2 separate regions of the Xenopus tropicalis genome follow, and region 2 is linked to region 1. The links are chromatin contacts, called in public Hi-C maps. All regions are on one chromosome and are shown on one strand. The core of a region is the stretch at or near the end of the contact, and the rest is flanking DNA. Distances in the headings are between cores, read along the strand shown.

Region 1 (4,819 bases), core at 2,162-4,661:
GGCAGGCAGAGCATGGCACACACAGGTTTCCCTGTATCCTTCCCTACTCTGCCTGCCCTATGCTGCCTAGCGTGACTACAAGTAACCAATCACAAACACTTCAAGATGAACAGTTTGTAATGCCAGTGTTGCTCCTACAGTTTGTCTGTGAACAGGTGAACAATGTAGGTGCTTACAGTCTGAGTTAGAAGCCTTACAGGTGTGAACAATGTGGGTTCTTACAGGTGTGAATAAAACAGGGGCTTGCAAGTGTAAACAATGAAGGGACTTACAATCTGAGTTGGAGGTGTGAACAATGCGGGAGGGGGGGGAGCAGTTAATCTCAATACTGATACCTTTTGGAGTTTACACAAAGTCACACCAGCCAGACAGCTGGGGGCCACACAAGGGGGAGGCCCACCAGTTGGACAGCACTGGTCAGGGGCGGGCCAAGCTCTCTTCGCCCTTGCATCCCCAGGTACGGATTTGTGGCGCGGCCAAAAAGGCCCGGGCCTAGGGCGGCACAAACTTCAAGCATTGAGGGCGCCCTCAGTAGAAATTCGGCGCTGTGCGTCCCCCTTCCTGCATGTGCAAGAAGGGGAATGTCGTGCAATGATAAGTGGCAGGGAGAGGAAGCACGGACCAGGGGTAGGCAGGAGAGGTACCTGCCAGCACTCCCCCAGCATTGCACCCTAGGTAGCTTCTGTCTGCCCCTAGTTCTGGCCCTGGCACTGGTGTAGATGGTTGCAAAGCAACGTAGCACATACAAGTCTCTTGTTAAAACAGGCAGGTCTCTGAAGTACATTTTCTTTAGGGAAAGGAGTGTGTGTGTGGACCAAATGCTTTCTGCCAAAGCCCAAAATCTGTGGGAAACAAATTCACTGAAATGGGATTTTTTGGATCCTGTTTTTTTTCATGTTTTTCTATATCTACCAAAATAGCAGATATATTTCTTTGGCCACATGTTACACATTCCATTTAATGCTAAATTAGAAAGTTATATGGATTGCATCATAGTGTTGCAACTTATATGCTTAATAAACTGCTGTAACATACAAGCAGAGAAGGGACAAACTAATATGTCACTGTTGATATTCTAGCAGACTTAGTAACTGCTCTTCAAAGAAAACAAGCAATTAATAATTGGGTTGAATGATGTTGCATGCAGGTTTATATGCTATCATTTTTGTTTATTTTGTTTTTCAAAATACATACAAGGGTTTATCTTAGCTGGCAAATGTAATCAGAACAGCTACAAAATCAAATTTAACATATTTTTTGTATTGTACAGCTATACAACTTAAAGCAAAAATAACACGATTTTCAGACATAAATTAAGAAAAATAAATTAATGATCATGATAACCTTTAATCATCCATTCCCAATTAAATTCTTATACCCCTTGTTACACAGGGCACAGTCAGTCATTAAACATACCCTCTCCTATTATCCTCATTTTAAGCACAACCCTCATTTATTTATTTTGCCTGCACATATGGGAGGTACTCACCTTAAAGAGGCAGATTTATCAACATGTGATATTCGAGTTTACCACAGAAAAATTCATCCACTTTCTATTTATTCCTGTGGGATTTTTAGAAGCGTATCTATCACATGACTCATAGAAACTTGTGCATCATATACATAATTATTTTTAAAAATCTGACTCCGGCTTGGAACTCCTCCAGTTATATGCAAGTAGGAGAAACAATAGGTTAACTGAAAGCAGTTCTAATGTGTAGCGCTGGCTCCTTCTGAAAGCTCAGACTCAGGCACAATGCACTGAGATGGTGCATACACACCAATATTACAGCTAAAAAGTACATTTGTTGGTTCAGGAAAAACATTTTAAATGGTAGAGTGAATTATTTGCTATGTAAACAGTGTAATTTAGAAATAAAGATTACACCATAAAAATCATGACAGAATCCCTTAAAGTAAAGAATAACTTACAAAATCATTCTCTTGACTTGACTAGCTGCTCAGATCCTCTCTACCTCTCTTAGGGCTCTGGCACACGGGGGAGATTAGTCGCCCGCGACAAAACTCCCTGTTCGCGGGCGACTAATCTCCCCAAGTTGCCATGACCCGCCATCCCGCCGACGAACATGTAAGTTGCCAGCGTGATGGCACACGTGGCAGCGCGATTTCCCGAAATCGACGAAAAAGCCTCGCGAGTCTTTTTCGGCGATTTCGGGAAATCGCGCTGCCGCGTCTGCCATCCCACCGGCGATTTACATGTTCGCCGGTGGGATGGCAGGGGTAGGCAACTTGGGGAGATTAGTCGCCCGCGAACAGGGAGTTTTGCCACGGGCGACTAATCTCCCCGTGTGCCAGAGCCCTTACTTGTATCTCCATACATAGTAATTAAGGTTAAAATTCACATAACCATTGACCTTCAAGTTGGACCATTAGATTGAACCTGCATCCTATTTAGTTTCAGAGATTAGATTCTTTAGATTCAGAGGAAGGTGAAAAACACCATATGAAGTTGTCTCCTGTTTATCTCAGAAAAGGAAAGGAAACCTCACTCCAAAAAGGAAATTAGATTAAAAAAAATTAAATTATCTGCCACTACAACCACATTTGCAAGGGGCAAATTCCAAAATGTACAAATATAACTGATAATTTCTTGTTGCTGTTGATAAAATCTCTTTTCTCCCAGAGCCACTACCATTTCTTACCACCCAATTTTACTGCTATCACTATTGCTGCTTTTTAAGGGCTCTGGCACAAAGGGAGATTAGTCGCCCGCGGCAAAACTCCCTGTTCGCGGGCGACTAATCTCCCCGAGTTGCCTACCCCTGCCATCCCACCGGCGAACATGTAAGTCGCCGGCGGGATGGCAGACGCCCGCGAACAGGGAGTTTTGCCGCGGGCGACTAATCTCCCCGTGTGCCAGAGCCCTAACTCTGGTATTCTATTTCTGAATTACCCTTATAAGAAACCCTTTACTAAACCTCTTCAAACCTAAACTGTTTGACTGATTCAGTCGTAGCACTTATAAACCAATCTCTTAACCACTATGAATGGCAGCACTTACTACAACTAGTTGTTTTTGTAAGCTACACACCCCTTTTGATTGTAAGCTCCTCTGTGGGACAGAGACTTCATTCCTCATTACCTCCCTTGGCCCTTAACCATTAATGAAATATTATACATGTTTATATGTTTAGGTTATTTTATGGCTATATCAGTTGTATAAAAACAAACAAAGAGTGCATATAATAGGTAAAAATACCAAAATCTCTGATTAGAAAAGCAATTTTTCTATTTAATCCTTGAATTTATGTGGCTGGCAGCTCCTAGGAGAGCAAGCCTAAGGCCAAAAATGTATTCTGAGAATCAAAGGAGGCCAGCAAGCACTGCTGTTAAATAGATTTGCTTGTCCTGTATAGCAGTTCCTAGAAGATTACCATGCCCCAGCTTCAAAACATCACATGACTGCACAGCACACATCATAGACTACCAGTCTGTATTCAGAAGAGAACAAGGCAGACTTTGAATCTTTTTTTCTTCTGGCTCAGCAAAGCATGTTGGCAAAGAGTGCTGAAGTAATCCGAACTTGGGTCAAGAAACCTGGGGTGGGGTAGGGGGTGAGGGTGGTGGATGTTGGTGAAGCAGAATTCCCAATTTTGCAATATTGTTGGCTGCAGCAAGTCACATTCTCAGTAGCTCCTGTTATTGATCAGTTAATTGTTCTGTGAAGTACATAATGTGTTGTTCCTAAGACTGCTGCCATTAGACAATATCAACTTCCTTTAGGGACTGTTCTTTATACAGCATATACTTAGCATTAATATAAGGATCATTGATTTACAAGATCTATTGGTGCTCAAAACCTGGCACTTTACCATCCCACACCACAGCTCCAATCACTTGCAACACCCTCTTTCCCTCCCCCAGATGTCACCACAGATCGCCGACCCCCCTTCCTTTCCCTGCTCTGGCAGCGTACCTGCTCTCTGCTGTTATCCTTATGGACCCTTTTTTCTAACTTGCACTCCTTCCTCCCACCAGATTGCTCTCTGGGCAGCTGCATATTCTGTCTACCCCATGTTCTGGCTCTGGATAGCTCATAAGGAACTATACGCAGTATGGTACACAGCCTGAATGATCAGAACAGCTAGGGGACAGAAGAGAAGCAGTGGCTCCTTTTTACTTACTCAACACATTTTATCAGTACATGTATGACCTGCCTTTGTGATCAAATCCATTAGAGCTGAAACGAGTGCCAGCCCTGGGGGGCACGTGCCTAGGGCACAGTGGTGGGGGAGGTGCTGGGAACATACCTCTCTTTCCTTCACTTCCCTTGCTCCGCAACTTAAGTAAATCCTCCGCAACCAAATCTCCCTGATTACCTTTGGTGACTAAATCATAGCTGGTTATGGAGAAACTCATGTGGGTGTTTGTGGATGCGTGTGGAGGCTGAGCGGAGAAAAATTGTTCCATTGGGGAGGTGCAATGGGGGTGGGGGGGCTGCCTCAGGTGCTGTCACCTGAAGTGCCAGTAGAGTAATCCACAAGCATTCTGTTAATAATACTACAGGTGATATTGCAATTGGCTGCATCAAAGTAATGTATTACCAGTTGAAAAATTCTACTTATAGCAGCCAAATAACAGGTTGCATTTATTGTTCTGCAGTTTGCAAGCAAATGTCTGATGAAAAAAGATACATTCATACATGCAGTTCTGGCCCGGACTAGAAATCTGTGGGTTCTGGCAAATGCCAGAGGGGCTGCTGTAAGACGTTATAGTCAGTCACTAATTATTGGGCTGACAGGGAGCTTTTTGGGGCTTCTGTACTTGAAATGTTTGGGCCTATTTTGATGCCCAATCC
Region 2 (5,148 bases), core at 52-2,551, 51 kb after region 1:
TGAACTCCATCTTCCCTAAACAGCTGTGTGTGAACACATGAATTTCCGCATGGCTCTATTAACCTTTCTCCTGGACTTCTCATGCCCTTGTGGGAAATGGCGCCTCTCCAACTGCGCCTTTGTATCACATCTGACCATGCTATACACTGGACTCTCTCGTCCCTTAATATATCCGTTAGGTCATCCCTCATGGCCTCAATAAGGGCTGGGGTTTTATATGCAGTAAGGTCATTCCCCCCCGCATGTACAACCATCAGATGTATAGTATTTCTGCGTGCTGCATCCAAGGCCATACCTCTCAGCTGTCCCCATCTCATCCCTCTCCTACCAATTCATCTGATCTTCATGTGTTCCTTCAGCAAACCCATCTCTTGACCTGCAACCCCTGCATACTCTGATGCTTCTGCTTCTGCTGAACGATGCCTGCTGCTGATCCAGACTCTGCCAAATTCTCCATGGACACCAATCCTCAACAAGAAACAAGTAAGAATGTATCCTTAACAAACATACATCCCATTACATACCTTGCTCTGCCTAACTCCCCTCCCCTGCCCCCTCCCCTCTCCCCTCTCCCCTCTCCTCTTCCCTCTCCCCTCTCCCCTCTCCCCTCTCCTTTCCTCCACTGCTCACCCTTCTATTGTAAAAACCTGTTTAGCCCCCAGCTTCCTTCTGACCTAAGGACACATATTTGCTACACACAAGCATGCACCGTGATATATGTATAATTGCCCAGAGACACAAATCCCTTCTTTATACATATGCTTCAACAAGCATTTTTAGAACACTTTAACGCATTGCTATAAAATGAACAAATAAAAAGGGAGAATGTCACTCCCTTGTTCCTGGGCTCTCTGGAAAGCTCTGTGAAGTGTTTCATTGTACTTATTTCCCCCAAACCTGCTTGCGGTACCTAACTGGTTAAAAAATGAAAATGTTTGCAAAGCCTGGTGTTTTTCAGAGACTCTTGTTTTCCACAAGCTGGAGCACACACCCCCATTACGTCAGGATGGCACTGATCCCCCGCCCACTCTTCAATCTGATTTTTTTTTTTTATGTTCGGGACTGGATTGGCAGCTGAAGCCATGCAGTTTCTGTATGCTCCATCTCATTGGTTTATCCTGAAAGGGGGGGTGTTAGCCGAGTATGCCCCGCCTCCCTTCTGGCTGTTGTTTATTAGTCTGTGTAAAGAGCTGAACTCGGTGCCAGTGTGCTGGGGAGCAGTAGGCAGCGGAACGCTGGGGGACGGGTAACAACAGTGACATTGTGTTCTGAAATATCAGCATAACATCATTCTATAAGCCCCCGTCAGCTCCCAAAGCGAAGCCTGTAAGAAAGGGCAAGTGAGGTTTTTGTGTTAATAAAGCAGCCCGTGGACTAACAGCTTTGCCCATCCATTTGCCGAACAGAGCTTTGTCTGCACACTGACAGGACGTGAGGACGATGAGGTTATCTCCCCGGGCAGCTCTCTCACCTCCAGAGATCATTTGCAGCCGCTGCAGCCAGTCCTGTAACAACAAGGTAAGGAATGCAGCCCCCAGCTCTCACCTCCTTGCCTAAATGAAGTTAAAGGGACAATAGACTGCTGCCCACTTAGGGCTCTGCTGTACAAGTTGGCTATAGGGCCCTCTGCTTAGTTAAAGTCATTGGTTGGCAGAAGATGGCATGCAGGCATTCTACCTGTTTTCATGGGTATTTGGTCGCTGGTGGTACTAATTCATAATGTTTCCTTTGAATTAAACTATATGACAGTTTCGACGCATAAATCCATGTGAATATGGTATTTCTCAAAATGAACAGGTTATAAAGTATTCCTTAGATATAAATATATGTATTTTGCCACCATGCTGTAACAAAGGCACTGATGCTGAGAGGGCATGAGGTGTCAGCAGGCTGTTTGTTAGCACTAGGATTATGCTGGTCCCCCATTGATCACAGTGCGGTTACTGATTCTGGTCACTAGGAGGATAAAGTCTGTTACCCATGGAATCTGGAAGCAGAATAGCGCTGCTGCAGCTGCTCCTCTTTCCTGTGATGCTCTACTGTGCTACTGTATCGCTGGCTGTTAAGATGCCCACCTGGAGTGCCAGTCCTTAGTGCATTTTATATATAGGTGCCATAAGGAATATTTACTTGACTGCATGTTAGATTATGTCAATACTGAATGCCTACAGCTGTTCCTTTGTGCAGTGGTGATTTCTGTATCTCACTAATTTGACTCATTTGTCTTAATGCCTGTAGTGTAATAACTTTATTTAATGGGTGAAGTAAAAGGTATTACAATATATACACCATTCTCTGTTAAATCTCACAGGGCAATGGCAAAAATTGCCCCTGTCATTAAATTTGCAGCCCTGAGATAATCAGCCTGCAAAAGTTCTGGAAAGCTGTGTTCAGTAATGGATTTTTGGGCTGGGGAAGAACGATACCTGGTTGCAGTCCCTTTAAAATGAGCAGCAAACTTGCAGTGATGTTTTACAGATAGTCTGTTACTGAACTACAACTCACAGAAATGGATGCCGCAACAGATCCTAAGAGATATAATTCAGCAACTGCAGTTGTTTATGGGTTACACCACCCTAATAAACATCAATACTTATAAGTGAGTTCATAGCTATCTATTACAGTGGGCACTAATCTTTGTTCCTTGTTGGCCTTACGGAGAGTTGTTACCTTGTTGTTTTAGCATCCAACCCTCCCCTTCCTGGCCCCAGTATTCTGCTGCCTGACCCCTTCCTCTTGGGTTTTTTTTACAGGCTCAGTGAAAAGCCCAAAGATTCCCTCCCAATCCTTTTTAAGATTTGCACTCAGCCTTTTTTCATATATCAAATAAATAGCTTTTATGCTTTTGCTGATTGAAGTAATTTTCTAAGGGTTATGGCCCACTAGATGTTTCGCTTTCTCTTACTTGCAGACACCAGTGGATCACAGCAGGTCATGACCCACTGACAAGCCATGGTAGTGATTAGTTCTGTACCCACGATTACTGCCTAGAAACATATGGGCAGGTATGGCTACTTACAGCCCTCCCCATTGCTGTTGAATGATATTGGCTCTTAGCGACCCCTGGCGTTTTGATTGGAAGTGGTGGCAATCAGAATGGTTGTGTGCCACAGTATATATAGACCCGTGTTGCATCTTACATCTCTCTTTAAAAGAATAGATATTTATAACAAGGGCAAACAATGAAAAGCTTATTATTTATTGTTATGTTACTTTGCACAGGAATTGCTGCATACAATCCTTGTATATAAGTAGGAAGCGCCAAATCCACTTTTTTGGGTTTGACCGAACCCCCAAACCTTTTGTAAAGGATTTGGCCGAATACCGAGTCCAAACCCTAATTAGCATATGTTAATTAGGTTTTTGAAGGGTTACATCTTGCCATGCACTGCGTGTTAAAATGCCAAAAAGTCATATGATTCTTAGGATTCAGATTCGGTTCAGCCAAGAGCATGGATTTGGGTGAATCTGAATCCTGAACCGAATCCTGGATTCGGTGCATCCCTATATATTATTTATATTATTATATTAGATTTTGTGGTTGAATTTTGCTATACCAGCAATGACGTCTTTGTACCTTCTAACTGCCAAACAAACACCCAATAATATACAATCTTTAAAGCACCATACAAATTGCTGGAGCTACTTGGCTTGAGGGTATCTGCTGTTTGTCAGTATAGTAGCCACCCTGTGATGGCTTTTGTCTCTGGGACTTTTTGGTTGGCAGAACATGTATGGACAAGTCTGTATGAGGAAAGTGCTGCCTATACTTTCACCAAAACATCCGTTTCATGACCATGTAGGAAGGCTTTGAACTTGTGCCAAGCCTTTCGATTGTACTGCTCAGCACAAGGGCGAAGTATTCCAAGGAGGGGGAAGGAATCATCTGGGTTTTGGGTTATGATTAAAATGTAAAGATTTTATGTAGCAGTTACGTAAAATGACGTTATGTACTGTATGTATGGTATATTCTACAAAAATGTTCTTGTCTAATGAAAGATTTTGAAAGATTTGCATTGAAAGATGAGTATACAGTCTCATTTAAAGAAATAATGGCTGTATGCTTATTTTGATTGGCGCTTCCTTTTTTTATGATTGTAATCCAGACCCTGTATATATGGAAATGTGTGCGTGTGTATATGTTTTTTCTTCAGTTTGTTGTATTGAGAATGATTTAATTCTCTGTATAACTGAAAAAGCTGCATTAATGCTGAGTATTCAGTAAGCACTTTGGTGATGTAATGACTTGAGGATTTGTTGGCATGTAAATGGGTGTTACAGAGCTGGCTGGCATCCTGTTAGCACAGACAAAAGGCAATGCCTACCTGTGTGATAACAAAGACTTGTTTAGCAGAGACACTGATACAGCTCTTTGTGCTGAAAATACAGTGTGTTTTTAACCAAGGAATATTAGGGGGGGGGTGGCAAAAAAACTGAGGCTGCATCAGGATCATACCAAAGCATTCCCTTTCTTATAATCATGTCATGATCTTTCTACATAGGCAGCAATTTGTATCCCGTCTGCATATCAGCCGATGACACAGTTCTTTGTGCCTTTACATCGGAGTCGTCTTTTGTCAACAACACAGCAATGTTTATTCGCCCCACCTACTTTCCTGAGATGGTCTGAGGGAGGGTGGGATTCTTCTGGAAAGATATAGGTAGAAAACTTTCATGGAGGATCCCATTTCAAAAGCTTATATAGCAGAGACCAGTGCAGTTTAATGTAGGAAGAATTTTCTACCTTTGTTTATGGGGAGTCTATTGATTTGGAGAGCATGTTCTTCCAGAGGTTATTTAATTGGGAAATGATTAAAGCAAATGATTAATTGTTTTTTTTTAATAGATTTGTTAGTAGTTTAAACTATAGGATAGGTATGGGCTGCACTTAGCATTTTGCCTCTTAAAAGTAACATACACTAAATTAATAAATAGTAGTAGTTTGAGCAGGTATTTGTCCCCTATAGGTGGTGTATATAGTAAGAGCTGTGCCGTGTTTTTAAGTAATAGTTGCCTGACCCACAAGTGTCCAGCTAGTTACATTTAAGCCATTTAAAGCAAGTGGGAGTATTTTGCTGCCCGCCGGGCTGGAAATAGCGTGGGCAGCATAACATGCATAATTCCCCCATGTGCAATTGCACTCAGTGT

Evidence for each region. Hi-C and Micro-C count contacts between places; a contact is called where the count stands out from the background.
Region 2: a contact with region 1 is called in a Hi-C map of liver, with 2.8 times the contacts expected there. The contact joins the promoter of sesn1 here to the enhancer-like site in region 1. A contact is called at or near these places in 2 of 5 Hi-C or Micro-C datasets (brain and liver).

Annotation. Positions count from the first base shown.
Region 1 is chr5:78,054,725-78,059,543 of UCB_Xtro_10.0, forward strand. No RefSeq gene overlaps it. Among named protein-coding and RNA genes, the nearest start is that of sesn1, 52 kb to the right of the region's middle. Within about 2 kb of position 3,412, at least 1 of the 11 cell types and tissues checked has an H3K27ac peak or open chromatin away from gene starts, as enhancers often do. A contact at or near this core is called in liver, where this site is marked.
Region 2 is chr5:78,107,746-78,112,893 of UCB_Xtro_10.0, forward strand. It overlaps sesn1 (sestrin 1), which reads left to right and starts at 1,302. Exons shown (of 10, transcript NM_001129939.1): 1 at 1,302-1,518. The coding sequence starts at 1,441. LOC105947405 (a long non-coding RNA gene) reads right to left here and starts at 515. Exons shown (of 2, transcript XR_001170831.3): 1 at 296-515.